2 separate regions of the Zea mays genome follow, and region 2 is linked to region 1. Evidence: chromatin contacts called from public Hi-C data. All regions are on one chromosome and are shown on one strand. The core of a region is the stretch at or near the end of the contact, and the rest is flanking DNA. Distances in the headings are between cores, read along the strand shown. Region 1 holds the start of LOC100273177. Region 2 has its middle 14 kb from the start of LOC100383502.

Region 1 (2,837 bases), core at 6-2,505:
TTCGGCTCGATTATTGACGGTAACAAATTTGAATAGGCTGATATCAAATTTTAGTGTGGTATCTGATTACGATTGGACTAAAACAAACATGATTTAACGTTATCCGTTACCCATTACGTTACAAATATGTGAACCAAACGGCACCTTGGTGCTTAGAATTTGATTAGTGCGGTGTCCCAGCTGCGCAAGCGTTGAGGATACACCACTGGCTTTCCCACTCTGCCAGGATTTGTCAACGACTCAACGAGACAAGGAGTGGCTTTATTTTATTTTTTTTTGTGTGTGTGTGGTACTCTATACTGTATTTATTACTACGCACATATGAATACGATACGGAGCGGTATGAACATACTCGATCGGAGCCAAGCAAAGAGAATCATGGTTTGTAGACACAGAAAGGTGGGTACGTGGTGGTTGGGTGGATATTTCGGTTTCCTAACTAATTCTCAACGCAGCCCAAGCAAGCAACCTCCTCCTGCTACTACTACACACATAACACGCACCGCTCCACAAGTAAACCTTTCCCGATCTGCCCAAACTGCCATCCCCAGCCGCCCCCGCCCTGACAGATCACGTAATCCTCCAGGGGTATCTTGGTCGTTTAACGCTGGCCAGGATTGATCGTGTGGTCTACCAAAGTTCCGAAAGCGACTTTTGCGGGATCGGACGCCTGGTTTTACGAAATCGCAGGCGGCCTCGGCCTGCCGTGTCGTGATCGGATTCCGTGGCCCCGACTGTCCGTGAGCGGCTGCTTCGCTTGCGATTCCGTGCAAGGTACGTGCTCTGCGTGCATCGGCTCGAAATGCGTCGAAACTGAGGGGCGGTTCCGAAAAAACCGGTCGTGGTGGCGGCCACCGGCAGCCGGCAGGCGTCGGGTCGGTGGTGAGGCCGCGTCACAAACGCCACCTGGAGCCAGCCAGCCCAGCCCAGCCCCTACCCAGGTCGTCCCGACGCCTCCTCGCTGCGGCCTGCGGGACGGGAAGGAGCGCGACGGCGTCATCGCGGGCGAGGCTGCGTGACGCGATCACGCGACGGCACCCGGTCTCAGCACCCGGTGTCCATCATTCCTTCACCGTGCCTGCCCATCACGGATTCACCCTGCCCCGGCCCTCGCATTAAAGGCATGTTTGGTTCGTTACCTCAATTGCCACACTTTGCCTAACTTTTCTGCCTAAGGTTAGTTATTCAATTTGAACGACTAACTTTAGGCAAAGTGTGGCACATTTAGCTACAAACCAAACATGCCCTAAATCCAGCACCAAAGCAAGCCGGGCCCCGCCATAACGCCTCCCGATAAACACCAGCGCACCCAGCCACCCACCAGCAATTCCCGGCCCCCCGGTGGCTGGCCCACGCCGTCAGCGGGAGTGCTGCCGAATCGGTGTTGGGCTCCCTTTTATAGACGTAACCGCAGCAGAGATGCGGGAGGGGTGGCGGCCGGTTTTATTATCGGAGAAGCAAATTGAATTGAATGGCACCGGCTCCGATTAGCTGGACCCGTAGCTGTTGTTCCTGCTGTTGTCGTAGCCATAGCATCCCACTCCTCCCTCCTCGGTAGATTCGCCTCATCGCCTCCCTCCTCCTCCTCCTCCTCCTCTCTTTCTGCTCTCCCCGCTCTGCATGGAGCCAGGCGCGCCGTGGCGCGGTCCGCGCCAGGGGTACGCCTACGGGGTCGGATCGGCGACGGCGATGCAGATGCAGCTGCAGGAGCGGGCCGACGCGGCCGCCGGTGGAGGGGTGCTGAAGAGGAGCCTCGGCGAGCTGGAGAGGTGGCAGCACCAGCAGCAGCACGTGGCGGCGCAGCAGGCGCTGTACCTGCGCGCCGTGAGGCAGCGCACGGCTGCGGCGGTTGATATCGCCGCCTTGCTGGGAGGGATCCCGTCTCAGGTTGTCCCCGGGTCCAGCTTTGGAGGGGGGCTAGCGTCGCCTTCGTCGACGTTATCGTCGCTCACCACCGCGTCCAGGGCGGCGGTGCCGCTGATGCAGCCGCAGCCGCAGAGGCAGGGGCCGCTCATGACGTCCTCACCGCAGACGCAGGCCTTCGGGTTATCGAGGGCGCCGCTGCCTCAGCCGTCGGTTTCGAGCGATCTGTTCATTCTACAGGAGCTCGAGAAGCAGCTGCTGGACGACGACGACGACGACAACGAGCCGGTGGCGGCGATGAGCGGCACCGGTTCCGCGGTCACCAACTCCGAGTGGGAGGAGACGATACAACAACTCAGCTCCATCGCAGCCGCGCCGTCGCCCGGGCCCCCTGCAGCGGCGACCCCAACCAACAACAACAACAATAACGTGGGGATGACGAGGTCACCTTCAAACTCCTCCTCCTCCACCGCGTCTTCATCCGCGTCCTGCTCGCCGCCGACCCCCGGGGCCGCGTCGAGGCAGCTATTGTCTGAAGCCGCGGTCGCTATCGCGGACGGCAACCATGACGCGGCGGCCAGCCATCTGGCCGCCCTGAAGCGCGCGGCCAACCAGCACGGCGACGCGGAGCAGCGGCTGATTGCCATGATGGTGGCCGCGCTGTCCTCCCGCATTGTCCCTGCCGCCTCCGCCCCAGCTCAACACCTCGCCGAGCTCTGCGGTTTCGAGCAGCGCGCTGGGTCCCAACTCCTCCAGGACATCTCGCCGTGCTTCCGCGTCGCCCTCCACGCCGCCAGCGTCGCCATCGTCGATGCGGTCGGCGACCACCGTGCCATCCACCTCGTCGACTTCGACGTCAGCCTCCCGCAGCACGCGGCTCTCATCCAGTACCTCGCCGACCAACCCGTGCAGGGAAGGTCCCTGAAGGTCACCGCCGTCACCGACCCGAGCTCACCGTTCACGCAGTCTCTAAC
Region 2 (3,011 bases), core at 259-2,758, 88 kb after region 1:
TAAGCAGGTATCTTCGGAATTGGATTACAAGTATATAAGATTATGGCCAAGACGAAGCTTGAGTGGGAAGGAAGGTGATTGTGACGAAGAAAAAGATCATTACGAAGCTATGCGCAGAAGAGCTTCGGCATAACGGCGGAAAGGGAAACCGACTTAAAGATGAAAAGCCAGATTAAACCTCGAAGAATTACTATAGAGTTATTGATAAATGTAAAGGGCATTAATGTAATCTTACATGGGCTACGTCCCATACCTATAAATAGATGAACAGTGCTCCCGTACTGTTCACGCTGACTTGGCATTCACTTTTGGCGTCACATTTGTATTTTCACTCCTTCAAGCCGAAGGTACATTTGTAATTTAACATTGTCTGTAATAATAAGTTAAATGGAAATATATCAATAATAATGTTTATAAAAGATCATATTACTTTCTGTATTTTGTATGAATGTTCTTTACTTCTCATCATGGTCGTGAAGGCATGGCTTTCATAACCTTTGTCCTAGATTCATTATATCCGAAGGGAAATAATGACCCGAAGGACGAAGGGCTTTGACATTTAATATTTTATGTTGTCTTGTTCTTGATTCATAGCATCTGAGAACAAGTCCCCAACAGTGTAGGGCCCTGCGTCTTGGTGATCAGGCTATCTGTAACCGTTACCCCTAAATTTTTCCCCCTATATCACTTTTCCCCCTATTTTTCTCCCTATTTTTTCATCTCCCGCAGCGGTTCCCCCTAAATACTCCCCTTATACCCCCACTACAACTATAAAATATAATTTTCTATATCAACTATCAATTTTTTATCTACTAACAATTACTCGTGGACCCACGGTACAGTGTTTAGGGTGATGAACAGTGACACACTAGATCTGGGGCGAGAGAGAAGGGGGCCGGCACGTAGGGGGCGCTGTAGGGGCACCGCTGCGGCCGTGGAGTGCCCCCTACAGCCCCCATGCAAGGGGAGGGGGATGTGTTGCGCATAGTCTCAGATCTGCTGTAGCCTGTACCTGAAGCCAAACACAAAATTAGCATCGACCGAAAAAAAACACACACAGCATACGGAGGGGGGAAATAAAAGAGCTAAGGGCTAGTTTGGGATCCTTTTTTCTAAGGGGTTTTTATTTTTCTAAAGAAAATTAATTTATTTTCTCTTAAAAAATTAGAAAACGGTGTTTTCAAACTAGTTCTAATAAGCAGAAATGAGGAGGTCAAACCTATATAATAGTACACCGGTGGAACTTTTTGAATATTTAAATCTGCTGAGCACGGCCAGAATTGCTACTTTTCGTGTCGCTGAAAGGCCGCACTAAGCGGCTAAGATGAGTACTTTTCCTTTCACTTTCACGGAAAGGGAGTAGTAGATGTTTTAAAAAAAAGGAACGCCGCTACACGTGGCGACTCAAGTGGTAGACTCAACAGCAATCATCTAATAGCTTATGGTGGTTGGTGAATATGCCCATGGTCGTGGGCCGCTGCAGCTTCTGCACTAGCCCAAAATAATAGAGCCGACAAGCCCGGCCTGCAAATGTAATCCGAATACACCAATTGAAGCCCATTAGTGCTCAGATCAATTGTAAATATCCTAATCCTAATAGCAGATCTGCATGTAAGTCCCATTTCTGCCCATTGGAACTGCACCGAGACCTACATAACCTCAGTGCCTTTTCTTTTTTTTTCATAAAGCCATTGGAACTGCACACGGCCACACGGGACATGTTTTTTTTTCATAAAGCCATGTTTCCATGTTGATTGTTCAATGCCTTCGACCTGGCGCCCGGTAACTGAAATGTGCAAGCACTGCTGCTTCTTTCCAGGCCCTCAGAACTACAGGTCGTGTTTTTTGGTCTACATTTCTAGGAGAGTAGGAGTCAGGATGAAAGTCAAAGCTATTAAGAACTACGTTACCACGGATCACCAGATCCGCTCCCTTCCCTTCTGTCAGCAGTAGAGGCGCAAGAAGATGTAGAGAGCTCGTCTCCCTTCTCATAAGCACGACAGATGAAACACACAAGACACTGGATATAGGGTTGGGCCTCTGGCCTCTTTCTGATCTCTGTATTATGAGGAGGTGTACAAGTTCCTTATATAGGGATGTGAGACCCCTCAGGGACAAAGCAGTTATTTGCCCACATAACCCTAACTAGGGTTACTTAACACTCTCCCTTGGGCGAATACCGCGACCAACACATGCCTCGTTAAAACTCCGAAAAACCCAGTGGGAAAAATGTGGAGAAAGAGTGCATGGTGATACAAATTGCATTTGCACTTTGTTGCCTCGTTAAAAACCTCATGTGAGAAACTTCAAGAAAACTCACCAAGGGAAAAAGAGTACAACAACTGTCACCGGGACAGATTTCGATCCTTTGGGATCTAGATTCTATCGAATCTTCTACAAGGGCTAACTTTAGAAATGTGCTCCCCTGATCCTTGCAAAACTGTATCAATAAGGCAAAACATCTTCTTCTAGAAGTATATGCACATAAAGATTTAGCAAACGGATTGCATATCCTTGCAAGGACTATTTCAGGAACTTTACCTCTACTCACTTCTAGGATATACGAGGCAAGTGCACGTATCAATATAAATAAGCCACTTTGACTGATGGTGTTCGATCGACTAGATCTATATATTTGATAGAAAGTTCCATAAAGGTTCACATATTGATCATCAAGCTCACGCCTTCAGGGCATAGAATATGACATTTATTGTCTCACGGTTGTGATCAATATAAGCATTCGCTCCCCCTGACGATGACATCTGTCAAAGTCGTTATCCCTCATTACTCAAGCATATTCTTCAAGATATATGTCTCATTGTTCATCTGGAATAACGAGAATGGATGAGGTTGAGGTGCTATCATTTTCTATCTTACACCACAATTTATACATAGTTGTGCAAAGCAAATAACATGTCCTTCAATAGGACTTAGGGGATAATATAGTTGCAATAGTACATATTCTAAATATGATACATCGCTCGAGGCGTTCATCCATTGCAACATCTATG

The links. Hi-C and Micro-C count contacts between places; a contact is called where the count stands out from the background.
Region 2: a contact with region 1 is called in a Hi-C map of endosperm, with 1.9 times the contacts expected there. The contact joins the enhancer-like site here to the promoter of LOC100273177 in region 1. A contact is called at or near these places in 3 of 25 Hi-C or Micro-C datasets (ear, endosperm and leaf).

Annotation. Positions count from the first base shown.
Region 1 is chr10:138,433,810-138,436,646 of Zm-B73-REFERENCE-NAM-5.0, forward strand. LOC100273177 reads left to right here and starts at 1,256. Exons shown (of 1, transcript XM_020545847.3): 1 at 1,256-2,837. The coding sequence starts at 1,621.
Region 2 is chr10:138,521,768-138,524,778 of Zm-B73-REFERENCE-NAM-5.0, forward strand. No RefSeq gene overlaps it. Among protein-coding and RNA genes, the nearest start is that of LOC100383502, 14 kb to the right of the region's middle. Within about 2 kb of position 1,509, at least 17 of the 20 cell types and tissues checked have an H3K27ac peak or open chromatin away from gene starts, as enhancers often do. A contact at or near this core is called in ear, endosperm and leaf, where this site is marked.